Regions from separate parts of the Arabidopsis thaliana genome. Here all the other regions are linked to region 1. The links are chromatin contacts, called in public capture Hi-C maps. All regions are on one chromosome and are shown on one strand. The core of a region is the stretch at or near the end of the contact, and the rest is flanking DNA. Distances in the headings are between cores, read along the strand shown.

Evidence for each region. Capture Hi-C pulls out chosen DNA fragments and counts their contacts.
Region 2: a contact with region 1 is called in a capture Hi-C map of seedling, with 3 times the contacts expected there. A contact is called at or near these places in 5 of 26 Hi-C or Micro-C datasets (callus, root, seed embryo and 1 more) and 3 of 3 other capture datasets (root, seedling and shoot).
Region 3: a contact with region 1 is called in a capture Hi-C map of root, with 3 times the contacts expected there. A contact is called at or near these places in 8 of 26 Hi-C or Micro-C datasets (callus, cotyledon, root and 2 more) and 2 of 3 other capture datasets (root and seedling).

Annotation. Positions count from the first base shown.
Region 1 is chr3:16,514,401-16,519,209 of TAIR10.1, reverse strand. It overlaps LAS1 (lanosterol synthase 1), which reads left to right and starts at 1,442. Exons shown (of 18, transcript NM_001339194.1): 1 at 1,442-1,565; 2 at 1,660-1,876; 3 at 2,817-3,011; 4 at 3,212-3,301; 5 at 3,400-3,594; 6 at 3,679-3,930; 7 at 3,993-4,181; 8 at 4,270-4,383; 9 at 4,459-4,581; 10 at 4,669-4,791. The coding sequence starts at 1,688. AT3G06975 (a long non-coding RNA gene) reads right to left here and starts at 1,143. Exons shown (of 1, transcript NR_141294.1): 1 at 751-1,143.
Region 2 is chr3:16,439,316-16,443,754 of TAIR10.1, reverse strand. AT3G44980 reads right to left here and starts at 2,732. Exons shown (of 5, transcript NM_114367.1): 1 at 2,724-2,732; 2 at 2,474-2,616; 3 at 2,116-2,194; 4 at 1,846-1,999; 5 at 1,657-1,784. The coding sequence starts at 2,732. The coding sequence ends at 1,657.
Region 3 is chr3:16,596,899-16,601,779 of TAIR10.1, reverse strand. AT3G45260 (C2H2-like zinc finger protein) reads left to right here and starts at 2,969. Exons shown (of 4, transcript NM_114395.4): 1 at 2,969-3,374; 2 at 3,557-3,956; 3 at 4,135-4,881. The coding sequence starts at 3,230. It also overlaps the pseudogene AT3G45270.

The DNA.
Region 1 (4,809 bases), core at 193-2,692:
ATAAAAATAAGATAAGATTTCATGAATATCTTTGGATAAAATGTATTAAACATATTACCTAGTTGTATTCTTATTTTTACTTACTTTGAATTTATTATAATATTTATGGTCAGTAAGTTTAGGAAAGAAATGGAGTACTTAATATCTTTGGTATGTAAATCTTCTATATCAATAAAGTCAAGGAAAATAATTTGTCCACATCCATTTACAAAAACAAAACAATAGAGAGAGAATAAAATATTTGAAAAAATAAATAATTATTACTAGAAAATCAGTAACACTAAATGGTAACAAAATATTATACAGAAATAAACTTGATGTTATCATCTATTTTTGTAAAAAAAACCAATTTTTATTTTATTTTAAGTAAGATATAACATTTAAAAAAGAAGAAGAAGATAAGATGCATGAATACTGTATGAGCTGTTTGTATAACTTCTTGTTCTTACTTTGAAGTTATTATGATCTTTTTGGTCAATGAAGTTTGTGGATAAGTTCCACAAACTTACCATCAGTAAGTAGAGAGAAATCGAGTAGTTTTTTATATGTAAATGTTCTATGCAAACCAAGTAAAAGAAAACTATGTTTTCACATCCATTTACAAAAGAAACAATAGACCAAAAAAATTGATTGAGAAAAATAAAATTTACAATAATCATAGTTTTGTTCATCGAAAGACAAATTCATCCAAAGACTGTTATGAGAAATTTGGATTGTCTTGGTAGCCGTATTCGGTTTCCAGTTAACTGTGCTTTCAATTATTTTAGTCGACAAAAAAAAACTTGACTTCAAAACTAACAGTAAGACCCTCTTCTAAAATGTCGAGAAAGCTATCATTTTAATTTCTATGGCCAACTAGGCATTGTGGAAGAGGCAACCAACAATTTTGCTGTCAATCTTGAAACCGAGTTTTTGTGTCAGTTGAAATATTTGGGAAGCACAACTCACCGGAAGCCGGATGAGACGGTCACGACCTCCAATTTTCACATGGCGGTCTTTCGATGAAGTTGCCTAATTAGGACTACGCTTCTTTTCTTTTCATTTCATTTCTCAATGTGGCTATATATTTAAACTTCAGTTTAGCCTTTAATCTCGACCTACTTTGAACTCCCGGGTTTGCATTACTCGAAAACCGTCGGTGACAAACTAATATTAATCTAACCTAATTCTGGAATTTATGTGAATAGAATACTCAGCTATTCAGTTACGACATAAAAAAAAAATTGAGAATGTTATTTCATGTGAATACAGACAGATGCTTTTATCTTCCATGTGACAGATCCCTTTAAATCTAATTTGTCTTTATTAGGTCAATCTCGCACTTAACGTCAAAAAATAGGTGATTGATACGTCAACAAAATGATCATATTGTTATTTTAATCATTGATTTGCTTATATAAAATCTGGTAATCACAACACATATATAAACCAAAAACACTTTCAGTGATTTAACAATTTCATATATACATTATAAGTTACACGTAAAAAATTAGATTAAATAATAAATCCATAATTTCTTGCATGCTTCATTGCTTTCAACGTGAACAAGATTTTTCACGGCATTGGTGAGTCCATTACGTCTCTTGAACACATATAGATTTGCCTTCTTGAGCTGTCTTTTTTATTTTAAACATTAATATAAAGAATCTCACATTCAAGATCGAGGGAGAGATAGATAAAGAAAGAGATGTGGAGGTTAAAGTTATCGGAAGGAGACGAAGAGAGCGTGAATCAACATGTTGGAAGACAGTTTTGGGAATATGATAACCAATTTGGAACCTCTGAAGAGAGACATCACATTAACCATCTTCGTAGCAACTTTACTCTCAATCGGTTTTCTTCTAAGCATAGTTCTGATCTTCTCTACCGTTTTCAGGTACATTTTTTTTTTCATTTTCCTTATAACGCATATTGGTACAGCAGCAACTATCTTAAATTCAGATTTTAAACTTGATAAAATTTTATTTTATTTTGTGCACCCAAAACTTGATAATTTTATTACTTAGTTTTATAAATCATGGCTAGCATATTTCTAACTGTGAAATTTAGATTACTTTTTTTACAACACATGATCCACAGTTGCATGTAAAAGGTCACTTATTAAAGCTGTAAAGGCTATAGAACATTTCAAAATTTGAGACGATTATATTTTGATATGTCTTAGTTTTTTTTAAGCCAGCTAATTTTGGGAGTGACTAGAATATTGACTTTAAAAGGTTTTGAAGACTTTAAGAAACAAAAAAATTCTTTAAAATGATATTTTATCCCATCATGCATTAGTGATTTTAAAGTCATATAAGTCTGCATAAAAACACTCACATCCTTATTTTGTTCTTTCATGTTTACAACATTTCTGTAAGGCCGAGATTTAACGTTTTTTAGTCAAAGTCATTGTTCTTTACTTCTTATTTGGGTTTCAGAAAATAAGATCCGATCGTGTCATTTATGTAGACATATATGGACAAAACATATGATAAGATAGGATTTGAAAATTGTTTGACAACAAAAAAATGTGAATATCACGTAATTAGTATAATTTTTTCTATTTCAAATAATACTTTGTTCTTTAAAATAGTGGTTGTGATTTTAAACGAATTTAAAGATGTACGATTGGCTATGAATAAAAACAAAATGGGCTATGAGATTAGCTTAATTAATAAGAACAAAAAAAAATGAACGGTGACAAAAATTAGCTTAATCTCCAAGGCTATTAGATTATTAAAGTATAATTAGAGAAAATTAGATTTTAATTAAAAGAAAGTGAAAATCTTTATCCAATACTGGATTGAAATATAAACATGAACTTGAACGTATAGTGTTGGAAAGAGAAAGGAAAAGGAATGGAGAGACTTCCACAAGTGAAAGTAAAAGAGGGGGAAGAAAGATTGATAAATGAAGAAGTGGTGAATGTTACATTAAGAAGAAGTTTGAGATTCTACTCAATACTTCAATCACAAGATGGTTTTTGGCCTGGTGATTATGGTGGCCCTTTGTTTCTCTTGCCTGCTCTGGTAATTCTTTAATTATTCTTTCTCTCTAAATTGAAATTCTTAAACAAAAATGTGTGGTGTCAAAAAATAGATATGATATATGTGAAATTTGTAACAATAACCTCAAAAAAAATGCGATTGTACACTAAACAGTGCAAGGTTTTGAAAAGCTTCAAAGAAAGTTCTTACATAACATACACCGGTAATGATTTTTGTCGCAGGTGATCGGCTTATATGTGACGGAAGTTTTGGATGGAACTTTAACTGCGCAACATCAAATCGAGATTCGTCGTTATCTCTATAACCATCAGGTTTCAGATCAAGAAAACATATTGAATCTTTTTGTAGTGAAAGAACCAATCTATTTGTTGGTAAAAAAGCCCTAACTTGAACAAGATATAACGTGTAGAACAAGGATGGAGGATGGGGACTACACGTAGAAGGGAATAGCACCATGTTTTGTACAGTGCTCTCATACGTAGCACTGAGACTAATGGGGGAAGAATTAGACGGTGGAGATGGAGCCATGGAATCAGCTAGAAGTTGGATTCACCACCACGGTGGTGCCACTTTTATTCCCTCCTGGGGCAAGTTCTGGCTCTCCGTACGTTAACAACAACACAATCTTGTACTGGTTTTGCCGCGACCCGCGAATCACATAATGAATTGTTGATTTTATATGAAACAGGTTCTTGGAGCTTATGAGTGGAGTGGGAACAATCCTTTACCTCCAGAGCTATGGCTCCTTCCATATAGTCTTCCTTTTCATCCGGGCCGAATGTGGTGCCATTGTAGGATGGTTTATCTTCCAATGTCATATCTATATGGAAGAAGATTTGTTTGTCGTACTAATGGAACTATTTTATCGCTTCGACGAGAGCTCTACACTATTCCTTATCACCATATCGATTGGGACACCGCCCGTAATCAATGTGCCAAGGTAGAGCGATTTTTTCAAAAGTTTTTGTTGTTAGATTTTGGTCCATTAATATATCAATGTAGGAGGACTTGTACTATCCACATCCAAAGATTCAAGACGTCCTTTGGAGTTGTCTGAATAAATTTGGAGAGCCTCTTCTTGAAAGATGGCCATTGAATAACCTCAGAAACCATGCTCTTCAGACAGTAATGCAACACATTCACTATGAAGACCAAAACAGCCACTATATTTGTATCGGTCCTGTCAACAAAGTAGGTTACATATATCTCAATGCACCAGTAAACTTAAATTACTAATTTTGGCTAACACTATATATGTTGGGTTGGTGTGGGATTTAAGGTCTTGAATATGCTTTGTTGTTGGGTCGAGTCCTCGAATTCCGAGGCATTTAAATCTCACCTCTCGCGGATTAAAGACTATTTGTGGGTGGCTGAGGATGGAATGAAAATGCAGGTACATTATCATTCTTCTTCTTCTTTTTTTTGGTCCATATGAACCATATTTCACAAGTATATAATGTCCATATAGGGATACAACGGATCTCAGCTGTGGGACGTGACTTTAGCGGTCCAAGCAATCTTGGCGACGAATTTGGTTGATGACTATGGTTTGATGCTTAAGAAAGCCCATAACTACATCAAGAACACTCAAGTACTTTGTTCACTTAATCATATAGACTATATATTCTCTTGTGATCTGATTTATTTCATTGATCTCTTGTTTCGTAACCTGAAATAGATAAGGAAAGACACAAGTGGAGATCCGGGGTTGTGGTACCGACACCCGTGCAAGGGAGGATGGGGTTTCTCCACTGGAGACAATCCATGGCCTGTCTCTGATTGTACTGCTGAAGCCTTGAAGGTTACTTAACTAAATATG
Region 2 (4,439 bases), core at 1,483-3,982, 77 kb after region 1:
AAACATAAAGCAGAAAACGAAAGAGATTACGAGAGCTTGAACCAGAACACAACAATTGTTTGATGCATGAAAGTCAATTTGGGCATTTAAACACATGTATTGATTGATTGCAAAAATATAACTATTGACCCACAAACTTTATTTAGTGAAGATGTAAGTAAATTTTTTTTACGTAAACTAACTTATATATTTTCAGTGTCACTGTTAAGAAAATAATTAGAAAAGTGTCCATTTCACAGTAATTGATTGCCGTTTGTTGGAGCTCTGGATTAGCCATCATTAATAATATATGTAAACGTTAACGTTAATGGCATATATATACAAAGTTCACTATAGTGCAGTGGTTACGAGTTGCGACAGTTTTAGAACGCTAATTGTAATTATTTTGAATCTTGCTTCCTGGCTAAATTTTATCTTTGATTTTTATTTCAAATTGGACTATAAAAAATATTCTTTTTTACAACAAACAGAATCATATATTGTTTTAAAAATATATATTTGTAAGGACGATTTATTTTAAAAATTATTTAAGATAAGAATTATCTTTAAAATTTCATTAATGGATTTTTATGTTTTAAGTATAATTCTTTTTAATTATTACTAAATTTTAATAAGGCTATTTTAGTAATTTAATATATTCAAAAACAATTTTTAAAAGAAAAAACAATAGGGTATTTTTCCAAGGAAAACTCATAGAGAAGGTACTTTCCCAAATGTACTCTAAAATAAATCATAAGCCTCAGTTAAAAAACAAGAGTCCTCAAATTTTGAGGGTCAACTGGAGTGCAAACACATGTTGATGGGATCAACTATGGGAATTCAGCCATTTGATCTAGCTTATTCTTTAATATCAATGACGAAAAGTTAAAATTTAAAATTTTATTGTTGTTATTTGACCCCATGCACATCTACGTAGTTCTGCTCCTGAATAGAGTAGTAAATATAGGTTTGGGAATATATCTGAAATTGGCCATGGCTTCGATTAGTTGTGCTAAAATTAGAACACAAAATCTACAAAGTACATTATCATCTTGCACCGATAAATTGATATAACGCTACAAAACAATAATACATAATCAATTCTATTTCTCCTTTCTCTCTATAAGTTACAAATAAAAATAACAATAGTATTAATCCAAAACATCAATTTTTATGAAACAAGAAAATACCCACAACATCAATCGTCACAGAACAAAGAGAGTATAATAGGTGTAAACAAATATTAGTTTTGAAACCAATTAGCCAAAGTATTCTCAATCAGATCATCTAACACGAAAGAGAGTATAATATGTGTAAACCAATTTGTCAAACAAATCACAAGATTTATAACTAAATAAAGTAAAACTCAGTATATTCGCAATTAACAAAGAAATACTCCATTCAGAACATACAAAGTAAGGGACTCGTAGATAGCCCTATATATTACAGACACTCTACGAGTCATGTGAGATGGGCTCAAAGCCCGTTAACGTCACACATACATTACAACCGATATACATATACTCTAACCATAATCAACCACGTAATTCCAACCTAATAAAAGAAATAACAAAGATTAATTTAGGGTTTGTTCGCACTTTCAATATAAGTTTATTCAATATATGCATTTTTAAAAGTAAAGATATTTATTTCATCTTTTTGAAGAAAAATTGGATATTAGTACCCATTCAACTCTCTGACACTATTATCGAAGAAGCTATCTCTTATTTCTTCTCCGACGCCGGTAGAGCTGAAGCTCGCCGGCGTAGGAACCTCTCTCTCATATCTCGAGCTGTCTCGTTTACCTTCCATCTAAAGCTTCATTTCCATCTAATTTTTCTCTTTTGCAATCCTTTTAATCCAAACCTATCGAGCTTTTCTCTGCTATTGAATCCCCTCTTTGAAGCAGTGCTCTCCGACGGAGTTCATTCTCTGCCCACACCTTGCGATTCAAAGACAACAGTGGATGAATCTTTCGACTCCACTTGGGCTCAATTTTTCCATTCTGAGACTTGTCTCCCTCGCCATATCGTCACTAGATCCGCGGGACCTCTTTGCTCCCCAAGTCTTCTCTATCGATCTGTTGCAAAACCATCAGCAGTGGTTTCATCCTCCGCACCGGATCCTCTTGCTCACCTTGACTCTTGCTATATTACAGATGTCTGCTGCAATGGCGCGATCTGTATCTCTCCACCGTAGCCGCCGCGCTTCCAACCTTTAATCTGATTTGTCCATCGATTGATTTCAATTTTTTTTACGTATAGGTTGAGTACAATTTTAACGATGTTACCAAATGTCGTTAGCTTAATTGGTAAAGACTCTAGGCGAAGCTTAAAGGTCTCCGGTTCGAGTGACGCTCGGGACAAAACTAGTATTATATATGATGTGGTTTCGGGTCTGGGGGGATTACGGGGTTCGGCCCAAAACCTCCTGGTATTCAAAAAAAAGTAATTTTTTTTTGTTTTTTAACAATGTTATAGAGATATAACCAAACCTTTTCAAAGACGTGTAGTCGATCGAATCTTTATATGAGTTTGGGGATGAGAGAAAAAAATCCGTTTCCTCAATTTTACGAGCAAATTGATACATCTTATTAGCAATCGATGCAAGGGTTGATTTTTTGCCCGACGATCCCAGCTACGGTAACTCTTCAATAATTTTTTATTATCAAATTTTGTAAAAATGTAGTTACTAATTCTTCTAGAAAAGAGATGAATAATTTCAGGTTGCTAACAGAGACGCACCTCCGCCATCTTGGAATTTGTTTTTGTCTTTTGGATCTGATGTGGAAGTAGAATGAGGTTCGTCGCCACCAAAATTCAAATGTGAAAACAGAATAAGAAAGTTCGTGCCCTAAATTTATGAACGATTAATGTTTTTATCAGAATATGTAAAGATCTGATTCATATTTACAAAATTGTGTTTAGACTCGAAGTTTAGCAACATGTGTTTCTTGACCATCTCATGTTGACCGGTTGAAGTTTAGCAACAAGTTTATATATGAATGACAATCATTAATTAAAAGTAAAAGGTACATTTTTCTTTGACTAATATTTACTTGTGTATGGGCACTCACATCATTATATATCATTTAGTCATTCTTAAAATATCCACTTTGTGTTTGGAAACATTCAACCAAATTTATAATGAACATTGTATTATGGACAAACATCATTGTCACAACACGAGACAAGATAATGAGATCTTCAATTCCTCAAACAATAGTAACCACATTATTTCTCTACCCAATCATATCATGAATCTTCACAAGCATAGATAGTTAATCGTAGAGAATCATATATAGACTCTATGCTTATCACATTTAACTCTTGTCTATATAACTCATACTTCAAGATATGGAAGGAAATTGGTCATGAGTGTGGTCGCTATATTCTCTAGCTACTTTGTATGCCTTCATCTCGGTTTTTCACCATCTACATCTTCTCTAATTAAGGCCACAAAATGTTGATCAAGCAAACAACTTATCATCGTGAGATTATGCCCTTGAGGACATGTGTATCACTTTTTTCTATAATTCCAGAAATTCTTATACAAACACATATTTAATGTCCACGCGCTAATGACCATATGGTCATATTCTCATGGCATCAACCTATTGTCTTGAAGATAAAATATCTCTACAAATTGAAAGAAAAATCAACAAATAATGTATCTAGTATAAATTGTCTATTTAAACTTGTCCAATCGCTTTTTATATTTGCATACACGATCCATCGTAAAACATTTTTTGAGAATATAATACAATCTTGTTAAAACATGCAAATGGTTCATACGAGTTGTTAAACCATAAAGCCAAATTACTAAATTTAAATTAACACCATTTTAAAACAATTGGGCGAATCTAGACATTCTTTTCTAAAAGGCATAGAATTCGACATCAACCTTAGAGACAATTAAAAGTGTTGCATTTTATTTTGACAATAGTCTGTCCAATTTTCACGAAATAAATAATTGATAAATTTCTTAAAGAAATTATTAGCATATTTTAAGTTAAGGAATTTTTCACTAAATAAATAATTGATAAATTTTCTTACTATCCATTTTTAGTTGAGGGGTCTTATTATTACTAAAAAACCTTTTATATTTTCAATGCATAGTTTTTTTTTTATAAAGTATAATTTTATCTCTATTATGTTAATGTATCATCGGGTAAAGAAAATGATACAATACCTTGATGAAGGATACAAACGATTTTTTAAAAAAATGTATGAAGAAACTTTAAACGATATGAAATCTGAAACAAGAGAATATAATAATTCATGATATTTAAATAAGTGTCTTCTATAGTCATGTAAATTTGTTATCTGCGGTCAGACCCTCATTTGTTCACTACAAGAAAATTAGAAACACTTGTTCTTGCTTTGGCTCGCTGCAAATAATAAGCTTACCACTGGTGAGTGTATATCATATTGGAACAAGTGATTAAATCCATTGTGTGT
Region 3 (4,881 bases), core at 1,720-4,219, 81 kb before region 1:
TTAGATGTGTATTTGAAGGAGAAAGTGGAGAATCCTAAAACTATCATTGGATTAGAGTGGGAAGTACTTTCTTGGTGGAAGCTCAATTGTGGTAGGTTTCCTGTTTTGTCTGCAATAACTAAGGATGTCCTTGCAATGCAAGTGTCATCGGTTGCATCTGAAAGTGCTTTTAGTAACAGTGGTCGAGTCATAGAGCCACATAGGAGTTGTTTAACTCATTATATGGTTAAAGTGTTGTTGTGCACAGAGCAGTGGATGAAGAATGTGAATCACTTAGGTAATAAATCTGTTGTTACCATTAAAGAGTTGCTTGCCGACATTGTTGAGCTAGATAACATTGAAAAAGGTAAATTCATCCCTTATGCTCTATTTCAATTCTCTCTTAATAGTTTTAATTGTTCACAGTTTTAATTTCTTGTTTTTCTTGATTACAGAGTTTGATGGCAACTCTGCTTAGAAGACTCTTATCCTCAAACTTTTTAATCGGCTATAAGGTAAATTGTTTTAAACTTGATGTTTTTGATTCATGTATTTCATAGATTAAGAAGTTAAGTATTTTGTTGTATCAAGGTTCAAGAACATGGTGAAGTTTGAGAATGCGGCAAAGAAGAAGCTTGAGGTTGCTGTTGTTGGCTTGTTTTCACTCTCTTTCACTTTTTTTTTTACTACTTTCCAATTGAATTCTGCTACTTCTTCACTCTTTAAGATGTTATGGTTTACTTTTCTTTCAAAACTTTGATGTATTGGCATAGTTTATGCCTCACTTTGGTTTCAAAAACTTTATGGTTTGCTTTGCTATGGTTTCATTTCATCTACTCATTTTTTGCATAGCTCGTTTTTTCGGTTTAAGTTCGGATTAATATCGGTTATTCGGGTTCAATCGGATGTTAAATATCATATTCATACCGATCCAAAATCCAAAATATCTAAACCGAAACCGATCCGAATTTTATAATTATCCATATGGATATTAGAATCTAAATCCAAAATAACCGAAATCCGAAACAACCAAACCAAATCCGATTCGATAACCGAACGCCCAGACCTAGAAAAAACCACCATTGTATTAGTGAAGTAGGAATTTGTTTTCCCAAATCAATTATGTTTTAGCCACTTTTATGTTTTTGATTAAAATGATTTATTCTACAAAAATTTGAAAAGCCCAAGACGAACTAGTTTAGTCCTAGCTGATATTATTTTGGTCAGACACTTTGAACTTCCTATTGCTTTGAGAGAGTACATAAACAAAGTAGACATATAAGTTTAAAGATTTGTTTGTCATTATATTATGGTTTGTATTTTCCAATAAGACAAACAAAATCCAAAAATTATTTTGGTTGGCAGAATCAATGGACTTGTCTTGGATATATAATATATCACCATTTATCCTAATCTATTAATGATGCCCTTCAAATTCTAGACTAGGGAGATCATCAACCTGCATGATCATTAACTATGTTTAAGAATTCCTCCTTTTTTCTAGCACAAGATTACCTTATTTATGATCTATTCAAAATGATCAAAATCATTTCTGGTTTTCTAAAGGAAAACTAAAGTGAATAAGAAAATTCAGAGCAGATTTTGGATAGGGAGAAGGAACAGTATCTCTTTGGCTGAACAAGCAGATGAGATCTATCTTCCTTTTCCATGGGACCCATCCAAACCTTGTCGACCCTTGTGTCTATTTTAGAACTCTACATCACTTCTTTTGGATTTTATTCTTTCTTACCCAAGAAGTAGTTAGGATTTATGATTAGGAACTTAGGTTCTTAGAGACTCTAGATATTATAAGAAAGAATCATGAGATATTGAGATTGATCTCAAGATATAATTACCTAAAAATTCAAAATGTAAATTAATTTTTTTTTTGATTAATGGATCTAAATCTCATAATATCCTCGTGTGGGAGACTAGAGCAGGTTAATTGATGTAAAAGAAATTTATCTAAGCTAAAACACACACTGTACAGAATTAGTTAAGGAATTCTGAGTTATTAGTTAGTATCTTAAAATTGTTAGCTTTAAAATAACAAAGAGGATAACAAAACCTTCCAACTCAATTTTTTATTTTTATTTTGGTTAATTACCAAAAAGATTTGTTTTCAAGTCTGAATAAAACCACTTATGTTGTTTGTAGTCGTCGTACATGGCCTTGGTTTAACCTAGCTATATGTTTTTTATTTATACTTTTCTCCTCGGCTTTACATATATACTTATCGAACTGATTTGTTATATATATAAATGAATTCATTGTATATATATATGGGATGAAAAGAGACTCCGAAAAATCCAAAGAGCCTACAGTTAGAAATGTCATAAAGTTTACACACCTCATAGATAAATTATGCACCCTATATGTATTTATGTATTTGTAGATTGTATTGTACGTATACACTTGACTTGAGTACGTATGTATACTTTGCGTTACGTAGATGGGAGAGTATATAGAGAATTAGAGAGATAGAAAGTGGTCCAGTTTGAGTCTATCGCTGACCGACTTGTAAGAAGAACAGTCGTGTGTGAAGAGAGAGAGATTCCCTCTTCGCCAGCTTTCTTTTTGGTTTTATGCTACAGGACTCTTTGCAAGTGTCCAAAAGCTTACTATCACAAATAATAAAACAAAATTCTATTATAATAAAAATTTGTACCGACGACCCCAAAAACAATCAAAAACAAAATTCTTTTTGAAATTTTCTTGGAAAAAATGGGCATCCCTATTTTTCAAGTCATCAAACTTTTAGAAATATCTAGTGCTTACTTCTCTATAAGTCTTGTGGGATTGTTTTTATTAAGAAACTAGTGTAAAACATTCATCAATTAATTGAAATAAGAATTTCTGATATATAAAAAAACAAGGACTATTAGCAATAGTTGAACTTCTTGTACGCTAACAGCCATAAGAAAATATAATAGTCAGCTTACAAAACCTATATTATAATGGGAAATCAAATAAAATCATAAATTTTATATATTTTTTAAAAAATTAGGTGTATATAAAAATAACTCTCTCTATATAGTATAATGGAAATATATAATTAGTTACATTCTTACTTGTTTTCTTCTTCATAACTCTCTCTGTCTTCTTGCTAGCTCTCAGAATTTTACTTGATTTAGTAGAGAACTGTATTGACGAATTAAAGAGTTTTTCTGTATATCTCTCTGTCCACCTGTTTTGTCTTCTTACTTAGAAACTCTCTCTTTCTCTGTCTTTCAACTAAACCAATATCAGCATGATGATGCCAGATGATCATCATCCCCTCTCATTTCCCAGCTATGTCCTTCACCAAGAACACATCGCTCCAAATCCTAACCCTAACCCTAATCCTACCTCCTCTAACTCAGCCAAGAGGAAGAGAAATCTCCCGGGAAATCCAGGCATGTATATAAATACTTAATCTAAATCTAGGACTTGTCATATAAAATAGATGAATTTCTTGCTAATTTGTTTTTTTTTTTTCGATCAAGAACAATATTCTTGTTCCAGCTTTGGATCTCTTTTTTATTTATCATAAATTAATTCATTGGTTCTTATTTGGTAAATGAAATTTAAACACCAGATCCAGATGCAGAAGTCATCGCTCTATCACCAAACTCCCTCATGACAACTAATCGATTCATCTGCGAGGTTTGCAACAAAGGATTTAAGAGAGACCAGAACCTTCAGCTTCACCGGAGAGGCCATAACCTTCCATGGAAGCTAAAGCAAAGGACAAACAAGGAGCAAGTGAAGAAAAAAGTGTACATCTGTCCAGAGAAGACTTGCGTACACCATGACCCGGCCCGAGCCCTTGGTGACTTAACTGGAATTAAGAAGCATTTCAGCAGGAAACATGGTGAAAAGAAGTGGAAATGTGACAAGTGTTCCAAGAAATATGCTGTCATGTCCGATTGGAAAGCTCATAGCAAGATTTGTGGTACTAAAGAATACAGATGTGACTGTGGTACCCTCTTTTCCAGGTATGTATTACAACACCCTTTTTTAAGTCAAATTTTTTTGTTAAAGAGCGAAATTTAAATTTCATGAAAAACAATGTCATACAACATTTAGTTTAATTTAAATTCAATTGGCTTTAACTAAAATCAGCTAAGATCTCTTTATTGAATTAGTATATATTGGATGATTGGATTGGAACAGGAAAGATAGTTTCATCACACATAGAGCATTCTGTGACGCTTTAGCTGAAGAGAGTGCTAGATTTGTCTCAGTTCCACCAGCACCCGCATATTTGAACAATGCCCTGGATGTGGAAGTCAACCATGGAAATATCAACCAAAATCATCAACAACGACAGCTTAATACTACTTCGTCACAATTGGACCAACCTGGTTTTAATACCAATCGCAATAACATTGCCTTTTTGGGACAAACCTTACCAACCAACGTTTTTGCGTCCTCATCATCTCCATCACCTCGTAGTGCATCCGACTCCCTTCAAAATCTATGGCATTTACAAGGACAATCATCTCACCAATGGCTTCTCAACGAAAACAACAACAACAACAACAACATTCTCCAAAGGGGAATCTCCAAAAATCAAGAAGAACATGAGATGAAGAATGTGATTAGTAATGGTTCTTTGTTCTCTTCGGAAGCACGAAACAACACTAATAATTATAACCAAAACGGTGGACAAATAGCATCAATGTCAGCCACGGCATTGCTACAAAAGGCAGCTCAAATGGGATCAAAGAGATCATCATCAAGCTCAAGCAATAGCAAGACTTTTGGTCTAATGACCTCTATCTTCAACAACAAACAAGCAGAGAATATCAAAACTAAGGAAGTTGATGAAAGAGGTTTCACGAGAGACTTTCTTGGTGTGGGAAGTCAACACCGTTCTTGGCCGTTATTGATGGTCAACCATAATCTTCCAGACTCGTC